Linked DNA regions of Oryctolagus cuniculus: region 1 is linked to region 2. The links are chromatin contacts, called in public Micro-C maps. All regions are on one chromosome and are shown on one strand. The core of a region is the stretch at or near the end of the contact, and the rest is flanking DNA. Distances in the headings are between cores, read along the strand shown.

Region 1 (4,715 bases), core at 663-3,162, 210 kb before region 2:
GTGCGAGAATGACTATCCCGATGTTCTCAAGTTTCCAGACGAGCTTGCCCATGTGGAGAAAGCCAGTCGAGGTGCGGCATGCGGCAGGTTGGGGTTCAACTAAAAAAAGCGGTTCTGGCCGGCACCGCAGCTCACTAGGCTAATCCTCCGCCTTGTGGCGCCGGCACACCGGGTTCTAGTCCCGGTCGGGGCACAGGATTCTGTCCCGGTTGCCCCTCTTCCAGGCCAGCTCTCTGCTGTGGCCCGGGAGTGCAGTGGAGGATGGCCCAAGTGCTTGGGCCCTGCACCCCATGGGAGACCAGGAGAAGCACCTGGCTCCTGGCTTCGGATCAGCGCGGAGCGCCGGCCACAGCGGCTATTGGAGGGTGAACCAACGGCAAAAGGAAGACCTTTCTCTCTGTCTCTCTCTCTCACTGTCCACTCTGCCTGTCAAAAAAATAAAATAAAATTTAAAAAAAAAAAAAAAAAAAAAAAAAAACAGTTCTGAGCCCAAGGAAGGGCATGGAATTAGTCTGTAAGTGGAGATGGGTGTGGGCATAAGCGTGGCATCTGAGCCCCACAGGGGAGTGTAAGGCTGCAGAGAGGTCTCCCTGTGTAGAAACAGAAGCACTCTTGCCCTTGGAAGAAAAGCTGCAGAAAACTGACTGGATTGGGGCTGGCGCCACGGCTCACTTGGCTAATCCTCTGCCTTCAGTGCCGGCATCCCGTATGCGTGCCGTGTTCTAGTCCCGGTTGCTCCTCTTCCAGGCCAGCTCTCTACTGTGGCCTGGGAGTGCAGTGGAGGATGGCCCAAATCCTTGGGCCCTGCACTTGCATGGGAGACCAGGAGAAGCTCCTGGCTTCGGATCAGCGCAGTGCGCTGGCTGCAGCAGCCATTGAGGGGTGAACCAACGGAAAAGGAAGACCTTTCTCTCCGTCTCTCTCTCTCTCACTGTCCACTCTGCCTGTCAAAAAAAAAAAAAAATTAAAAAAAGAAAACCGACTGGATTAACCAGTCAGGCTCACTGTCGCAGAAGTAGGCCAATAAAATGCAGCATTCAGGAGAAAGAGGGCAGGTTTCTGCCCTCTCTTCTTCTATGTGTGTCTCCCTCCTCTCACAACCTGCTCTCTAAAATAATGTAACTGAGATCTCTGGGGGGGTTGAAAACTCTCCTTAAATTAAACGATGCCTCTTCTGTTCATAGTAATGGCTGCCTTGTGAAGGCTGCAGTCTCAATTAGCAAACTATTTTCAGTCTCAAATGTGAGAAGCAACTAGAGGAGAATACCTAGGAGAATGAAAACAGTTCAGGGCCAGAGAGTGTGTTCAGATCGCAGCTGTGCACTGAGGGGAGAGGGGAGCGGGGACAGGAAGGACTGAGTAAAGCTCGTGTGTCCTGCAGTTTCTGCTGAGAACTTGCAAAAGAACCTTGACCAGATGAAGAAACAGATTGCGGACGTGGAGCGCGATGTGCAGAACTTTCCGGCTGCTACAGATGAGAAGGACAAGTTCGTTGAGAAAATGACTATATCCTTTCTTGAACGGGGGTAGTTGCTCCTGGGAAGAGAAACGTCCCATGGAGGACAGTGGGCTAGCCATGGAAATGTGTAATTTTCTCTTAAATTTGTTTTTCAGTGAATACATAGTTCAGCATTTTTATTGTGGCAGTAGCAACCACCCAGATAAACTAGAATTCCTTGCTGCTTCCCCTTCTGTGCACCCCATATCCACTCCCTCTCCCAGAGGTAACCACTGCCCTTTTAAACTGCGCTGTGTACTCTTTGTACATACTGTGTCTTGTATCCTGTACCCACAGTACTGTATGCGGAACAGTCTCTTCCTGGATTGCCACCTCCTGTGTTCTGGGTGTACCATAGTTTGTTTCCTGTTCCTAGATTTAGATATGTAGATGGCTTCTGTTTGCTGCTGTTAGAAAGAGTCCTGTGCATGCCAGCATCCGTGTTGAGTCACTCTCTGGGCTAGAGAAGTAGCCCGACTTCGTGGTCTTGGCCCTTTACTCCTTGGCCGCACAGCTTCGTGAAGGAGGCCCAAGAGCAGTATAACAAGCTGCGGCTGATGCATTCTAACATGGAGACCCTCTTTAAGGAGCTAGGCGACTACTTCCTCTTCGACCCCAAGAAGCTGTCTGTGGAGGAGTTCTTCATGGACCTGCACAACTTCAGGAATATGTTTCTGGTGAGCAAGGGATGCCGCTGCATCAGTCTTGAGGGGACTTTCTGCCTGGTGGTGGGTGTGCGGGTGCCCACATTGTCCCCATACCACCCCACAGCAAGCAGTGAAGGAGAACCAGAAGCGGCGGGAGACAGAAGAGAAGATGCGGCGAGCTAAACTCGCCAAGGAGAAGGCAGAGAAGGAGCGGCTGGAGAAGCAGCAGAAGAGAGAGCAACTCATAGACATGAATGCAGGTGAGGGCTGCCGCACTGAGGCGGGAGCGGCTCGCGGCTGCGCTCAACCCCACGATCCTGAGGCTGGACTTCACCCCCAGGCCAGCTGCATACACGTTCCAGTTCTTTCACTCTGTCTGAGTGCCACTGTGGTTTTAGTTTTGCTGTTAACATGCTCTTCCCCTCTGCTCTGCCAGAGGTTCCTCTGGCCTCTTTCCCCAAAATGTCATCCTGACCTGATTCTCCTCTTGTCTTTTGGAAGTGGCTTGTCCTCACTCTGCTTATTTCACCAAGTTCTGGGTGCCCAAGATCTTAGCACAGTTAAGTACCCCGCTGGTTCTGTAAATGGATTGACCTTCCGAGAGGGGGCAGAAGGCTGGCCACCCTCCTTGTTTTTTAGCAGCAGCCTGTCTCTGGTGGAACATATGGTCTCAATTACAGGCCCTGTTTCCTGTCTCTGCTGCTTTGCTCTCCTGCTGTTGATTCCCTGCCCCCACCCTCGCTCCCTGGGCAGCGGAAATACAGTGCATTCAGTGTGTGCCACTCGGGGCGCAGAGCTGCTGCCCCCTTCTCTGAACTGCAGGTCTGCGAGCCCTCTGCACGGCCAGGGGTTCTCAGGGCTGTGAACAGTCAGGGCACTTTGCTGAGCAAGGGCTGCTCCGTACCTCTGGCTCCCAGGGACTGGGTGCTGTTCTGGAAAGCAGTTCCCTTGGCCTCACCTCAGTTGTTCAGCCCTGAACTCCACTCCTGTCAGCTGGTAAAGCCCACACCAAGTATCCTGCACCTGCCCTTGGTTTCACCCTCTGCCCCAATTCTCTCTGGGCCGCTAGGATTTGTTGCAGGTACCTGTAGTCCAGGTATCTGCTAGGATGCAGAGGGGGACAGAGAGGAAGGTGGAGTCTAGTTGCCCTAAAAGATGAAGGCTGCACTTGTCAACAGGTGGCGTAGTGGACCTTGCCCTGCTCCCAGTACCCGGGTTAAACAAATGAGGTTGGAATATAGGTCAGCTGCACTGTTTATGTTCAGCCAGCAGGTGGCGCTGGGAACAGTGAGCCCCGGCCTTGGAGCTGGCAGCCAACCAGCTCTTTGGGATTTCACAGTTTCAGATTTCACCATCCTGAGCTGTTGCCATGGAAACTGAGCCAGGCTGGAACAAGGATTCTGCATTAACTCTTTGTCTTCCAGCCAGGCCGCTCCGTTAGATGTAGAGCTGGCTTTGGGAAGCTGCAGTCAGAGGAGGCAATACTTGGGTGAAATGCACTGTCATCAGTGGTCTCTTCCTCAGCCCTGTTCTGCAAACCTAAATCTGGTGCTCCGTGAGACACTAGAACACAGAGGGAGCAATACAGTTGCCTGTCAATTCCAAAATGGCAGCTTCTTTACCTGTCCTGTAGTTATTCCTGATTACAATCAGGAGGGTAGGGGCCAGCGCTGTGGTGCAGTGGGTTAAGCCACAGCCTGCAGCACCAGCATCCTGGTTCAAGTCCCAGCTGCTCCACTTCCCATCCATCCAGCTCCCTGCTGATGCCCCTGGGAAAGCATTCGAAGGTGGCCCAGGTGCTTGGTCCCTGTCCCAGACAGGAGATCCTGAGGAGACTGTTGTGGCCATTTGAGGAGTGAACCAGGAAGCAGATGCAAGATGTCATCCTGTATCTTCACCTTCTCTTGTCTCTGCCTTTCAAATAAATCTTTGAAAACAATGAAATCGGGACGGTGGCACTGCAGGATCACAGCTCCCAGGGAAGCCTGGGTGGTAAATCCAGTGTAGTGCCATCTTATGCTTAGACCATTTTTAAACAGACCCAGGAAACACAGGCCTGTGAGCCCCCGGGTCTGTCCTGAGCTGCCTGCCACCTTGGGTGAGGGGGGCTGAGCAACAGCAGTGCTGAATACTTGCCCTGCATCTGGCTGACGCCTTTCTATCTCCATCTTTCTTCACCACAGAGGGCGATGAGACGGGTGTCATGGACAGCCTTCTGGAAGCCCTGCAGTCCGGGGCAGCGTTCCGCCGGAAGAGAGGACCCCGGCAGGGTGAGTACGCATGCGGAGCCCAGCCCCGGTGCTCAGGCAGATTTTCGTCTGGGGCTAGCTTCTCCTGAGGCGCCTGCGTGTCCAGTGAATTTCCCAGGCCTCTTCCTCCTAGTTAGTACTGACCATGGGTTTGAGGAGGGACTGACCCCAAGTCCTTCCTGCGTGTTTCCCATTCTTGAAGCAGACATTTGAAACAACAGGACACAGAGAACTGAGTGAGCATTTAACTGTATGAACCAAAGTTGATCTAAAAACCTGAGTAATGGAAAATCTGTCAGAGTCCTCATTCTCAACTTCAAA
Region 2 (5,061 bases), core at 1,140-3,639:
AAGTATATTTGAGCATCATGAAACACATGGAGAATTAAAATACAAAGTAATATTTGGATTATTTTCATATATGAGCATGGTCTTATATGGCTAAATAGAGCACTATGCAGAGAATAAATGCTTAAATTTATAAAATAAGTAAAAGCAGGTAAAATCAAAGGCCGACTAAAAATATCATCTTCAAAAAACAGGAAATAGATTATCCTGGAAATTACTGATGAATCAGCCAACATTCTTCAGCATATTATGGGACAGAAATAATGTGGTTACACGGAAGGACATACTTTCTCTTTAAAATGAACCAAAAAAGCAAACCTGTGCCAGCTCACTTTCATTTCCTCACGGTTTCACAGTTCGTTTGCACCACACTCACACCCTCTATTGGTAAAAACACTGTAACAACTGCTGCCATCCTTGACTAGAAAGGGAATGAATGTACTATAAAGTGACTCAAACTCGCTTTAAGTGACATAGAATTTATTTTCTCCAGCAAATTACTATATTTTTAAGACTATGTTATTTCTAGATGAGTCAACTGTTTCATTCAATTATCGAATTATTTTTGTGTGTCTCCAATATTCTGGTACTAGGCCCTGGGATATAATCTGGTGTAAGGAGGACAATCAACAAGTACACAAAGAAATAATGCAAATTCTAGAAATGTTAATCACTTTCTGGGAGTTCTCTTAAATTTAATTTGTTGTTAATATTTTAGAGGGCGTAGGTTAAATGACCTTGATGCTCTACCAAACGGATCCTACTAAAAAATAAATGGAAAAGAACAAAAATAAGTGGAAGCTGTTACAGCTGTGCCAAAGAACCACGAATATGCGGTGAAGAATCCCTGAGAATCCACATACGAGATAAGCAGAATACAGCAAAACAGTAGATGGAGTGGAAAAAAATTCCAAAGTAATTTAAAAATTACTGGTACGTTCCAGGCAGTAAAAATTCCTCATTTACACATTCTACTTTAGCCACAGCATCTGTCCACAGGTCCTAAGGACCTGTCTATTCTGTTTAAAGATTTATTTGAGAGGCCGAGCTACAGAGAAACCTGCTTACATTTCTATCTATGCCAACTACGCCAATGAGAAATCACCCCTGGCCCCCTGGAGAGCTCCCAAGCAGAAATAAACCCAGAAGCACGGTCCCCCTCCGGGCACTTTCATAATTAAAATACACACAGAACCACACAGTGGACAGCATGCTCTCCTTACGCCATTGATTTGGGAACTTTTAAATCCACTTTGTGGTTAGTTACAAATTCCTGCACCGACACCAGAATGGGTAACTCCTGGGGAACACGCGAGACGTTTCCCGAAGCAAAACGCTTTCTGCAAACATGCCCTGACCCCCGAAGTCTAGACGCTATCTCGGCGCTTGCCGGTCCGGTACAAATGCTGTCTCAGCAGGGGGAGGCTCTGTGACCTTCCTGCAATCGTTATCTCTTATTTTCAAACTAGGTCGGCAGGAAACTTCATTTTCACGCCCTAAAACAATTCCCCTGGATCCAGAGAACGAGTCCCGGCCGGAATCGCAGCGCCGCGACTGCGTCTGCGCGCGCTCGGGGCGGGCCGTCTTTCCGCCCGGCCGTGCTGTCACTCACGGCCGCTTCCCGCCCCGCGCCGTGACGCAGCGCGGCTTTAAAGCCAGCTCTGCAAGCGGCTGCAGGCAGACGCCTGCGGAGCCTCCGGTGTGTGGCTCTGCGCAGCGCGTCTCGGCGAAATTTCGCGCTTCCCGCCGGGACCGAAGCATTGGTAATCAGTAGCGGATCACTCAGCTGAGCAGCAGGAAGAACAAAGGAGTCGGCGAGAGAAGAGGCTCCCCGCCGCTTTGCAGCGAGTGGCTTCCTCCCCCCGCCGCCTGCGCCCGGCGCGAAGCTGAATTTATAACCGTCACTGGATTGTAAGTACCCGAGGCAAAGGCAGCTCGCTGCGTCCCGCTTTTTCAGTTATGCTTGTTTCGGGAGGGTTTGGGTCGGTGTTGACTGCTTGTCCTAATTTTGTGCCGTCTTCATTCTGCAGGAGCCGCCATTTGCTTTCCTGCTCGCTCGCTCGCCCGCTTGCTCTGTCTGCATTGTCTGGAGGCGGCACCTAGAGGCTGGAACTCGGCATTGCAGCTCCAGGCTTTAAATGGACTTAATTCTCTGAATAAGCCAGTGTGTCGGTAACAAACAGCGGGTGTGGAGTGCAGCATATTTAGAGAAAAGATTTGTGGCTTGATTAAAAATTAAGACAAAACAGATGCTTAGCTACTGTTCTGCATAGAACCTTCTGTTGTTAGATTTTAATTCATAAGGAACTGGTCTTTTAAATTGTTGCAGTAGCTGAAACTTTTCAGTGCAGCAAGTGTTTATTAGGAGAAGGGAGTCAGAAAGAAGTGAAGATGAGTAAGAGCAAAGATGATGCCCCTCATGAGCTGGAGAGCCAGTTTATCTTGCGCCTGCCTCCAGAATATGCTGCTACTGTGAGGAGGGCAGTGCAGTCGGGGCATGTCAACCTGAAAGACAGACTGACCATCGAGTTACACCCCGATGGGCGTCATGGAATTGTCAGAGTGGACCGGGTCCCTCTGGCCTCAAAACTGGTGGATCTGCCGTGTGTTATGGAAAGCTTGAAAACCATCGATAAAAAAACCTTTTACAAGACTGCTGATATCTGTCAGATGCTCGTGTCCACAGTTGATGGTGATCTTTATCCCCCTGTGGAGGAGCCAGTTGCTGCTGCTGACCCCAAAGCAAGCAAGAAAAAGGATAAGGACAAAGAGAAAAAGTTCGTCTGGAACCATGGAATTACTCTGCCTCTAAAGAATGTCAGAAAGAGAAGATTCCGGAAGACAGCAAAGAAAAAGTATATTGAGTCTCCAGACGTGGAGAAAGAAGTGAAGCGGTTGCTGAGTACAGATGCGGAAGCTGTCAGTACTCGCTGGGAGATAATTGCTGAAGATGAAACAAAAGAGACGGAGAATCAAGGCCTTGACATCTCTTCCCCAGGAATGTCTGGCCACAGGCAGGGCCAGGACTCCCTGGAGCACGATGAGCTTCGGGAGATATTCAATGACCTCAGCAGCAGCAGCGAGGATGAAGATGACACCCAGCACCAGGACGAAGAAGATATAAACATCATCGACACTGAGGAAGACCTGGAGAGACAGCTGCAGGACAAGCTGAATGAGTCAGATGAACAGCACCAAGAAAACGAAGGGACCAACCAGCTGGTTATGGGCATTCAGAAGCAGATTGACAACATGAAAGGCAAGCTCCAGGAGACCCAGGACAGGGCCAAGCGACAGGAGGATCTCATCATGAAGGTGGAAAACCTGGCTCTCAAGAACAGATTTCAGGCTGTGCTGGATGAGTTAAAACAAAAGGAAGACCGAGAAAAGGAGCAGCTCAGCTCTTTGCAGGAAGAGCTGGAGTCACTCCTAGAGAAGTAAGAAGAATTTTGATCATTTTGAACCTGATGGTTCCACACTAAGAAAATCTTCATCACTTTTTCTGGATTTTAAGATTTTGCAGTAGTTCCCGTTCCTTCTAATGCTAGAAGTTCTTTTTAAATTATCTTGTTTTCAAGAAGCACTTTGCTAGGTGTTCATTCTATAGAATTAGGATTGACTAGGCAGTAATGTAATTGTTAGGAAGTTGTAGGGTTAGTGGAATGAACAGCTGAACCCTAATATTCACAGCTGCATTGCAGGACTTTGCTGCTGTTTCCCCATTTCCCGGAAGCTGCTATTGCTGCCATGTGGTGCCTTCTGAGATAGGTAAGAACCTAGTGTAGAGGCAATGAAGTTGGTTTGCATATGTTTCCCTAACTATTTTCTCAGTTAAATCAAAGCAGTTTCACACATGTAGAGATGCAAATAATTTCATAAGGTTTCTAACATAAATAAAAGCGACTAATTTTCAACTTATGTGTCTTGATTTTTTCATTGGTAATAGGAGTCAGATAATCTTTTGAGGTGGTTTCTCGGTAGAGTTTAATGATTGGTCAGTTTGGTCCTGCTTTGCAGGTAAAGAAGCAGTTGTGGGTTAAAAAAAAAAAAAAAAAGGAACATAGCAGAAATTGGGAAATGTCATCTTTGCATTCTATTAAGGTTCTAATCCACCTGCTCCATCAGGAGGCTGGAAAACATGAGATACAGAGCCATTCTAAACTACTCTAGTATTTGTAGATGAAGGCCTGCTTTACCCTTTTTTTTTTTTTTTTTTTTTTGACAGGCAGAGTGGACAGTGAGAGAGAGAGAGAGAGAGAGAAAGGTCTTCCTTTGCCGTTGGTTCACCCTCCAATGGCCGCCGCTGCAGCCGGCGCACCGCGCTGATCCTGGCAGGAGCCAGGAGCCAGGTGCTTTTCCTGGTCTCCCATGGGGTGCAGGGCCCAAGCACCTGGGCCATCCTCCACTGCACTCCCTGGCCATAGCAGAGAGCTGGCCTGGAAGAGGGGCAACCGGGACAGAATCCGGCGCCCCAACCGGGACTAGAACCCGGTGTGCCGGCGCCGCAAGGTGGAGGATTAGCCTATTGAGCCACGGCGCCGGCTGCTTTACCCTTTTTTAAAAGCACTGTTTTTACCTGCAGAAAATATTGGGAATAAAAACAATGGCTATCAAGTGAAGTCCAATGAACCACAGCACTGGTTTGGATTAGATTATGTTTCCAATTATTTTTATTTTAATTCCACAGTTATTTAATATCCTGATAAGTGATTTAGCCACTTCATTTCACTGAAATCCTTAAGGAAGTCAGTACCATAGTCTGGCATTACAAAATTTCTTTTAACAGTTTTCATACTCTCTTAAACTTCCCATGCCCTTAAAGATAATTTAATGCTTTACACTTGATCTGTTCTTGAAAATCAGTGATAAAATTTATGAAATGCAGTGTTATATGCAATTCACTTTTGACAGCTTTACTTGCCTAAAAAATGGTTTGGTTTTAAAATACTAGCCTCATGAAGTAAACATTTCAAGCCCATTTAAAATTTCTGTTTGATAGGAAACATGTTAAAACTAATTAGAACCAAAGTAAAATGAATGCTGAGACTTTGAGACTTCACAAGG

Evidence for each region. A called contact is a pair of places that touch in the nucleus more often than the background predicts.
Region 1: a contact with region 2 is called in a Micro-C map of ear pinna, with 2.7 times the contacts expected there. The contact joins the promoter of LOC138850166 here to the promoter of TAF7 in region 2. A contact is called at or near these places in 2 of 6 Hi-C or Micro-C datasets (ear pinna and an unstated tissue).

The regions. Positions count from the first base shown.
Region 1 is chr6:29,068,046-29,072,760 of mOryCun1.1, reverse strand. It overlaps LOC138850166 (protein diaphanous homolog 1-like), which reads left to right and starts at 1,912. Exons shown (of 4, transcript XM_070076244.1): 1 at 1,912-2,175; 2 at 2,270-2,405; 3 at 4,329-4,415. The coding sequence starts at 2,056. It overlaps LOC100354169 (protein diaphanous homolog 1), which reads left to right. Exons shown (of 20, transcript XM_070076227.1): 19 at 1-71; 20 at 1,382-1,683. The coding sequence ends at 1,530.
Region 2 is chr6:28,858,821-28,863,881 of mOryCun1.1, reverse strand. It overlaps TAF7 (TATA-box binding protein associated factor 7), which reads left to right and starts at 2,389. Exons shown (of 1, transcript XM_002710263.5): 1 at 2,389-3,911. The coding sequence starts at 2,389. The coding sequence ends at 3,438.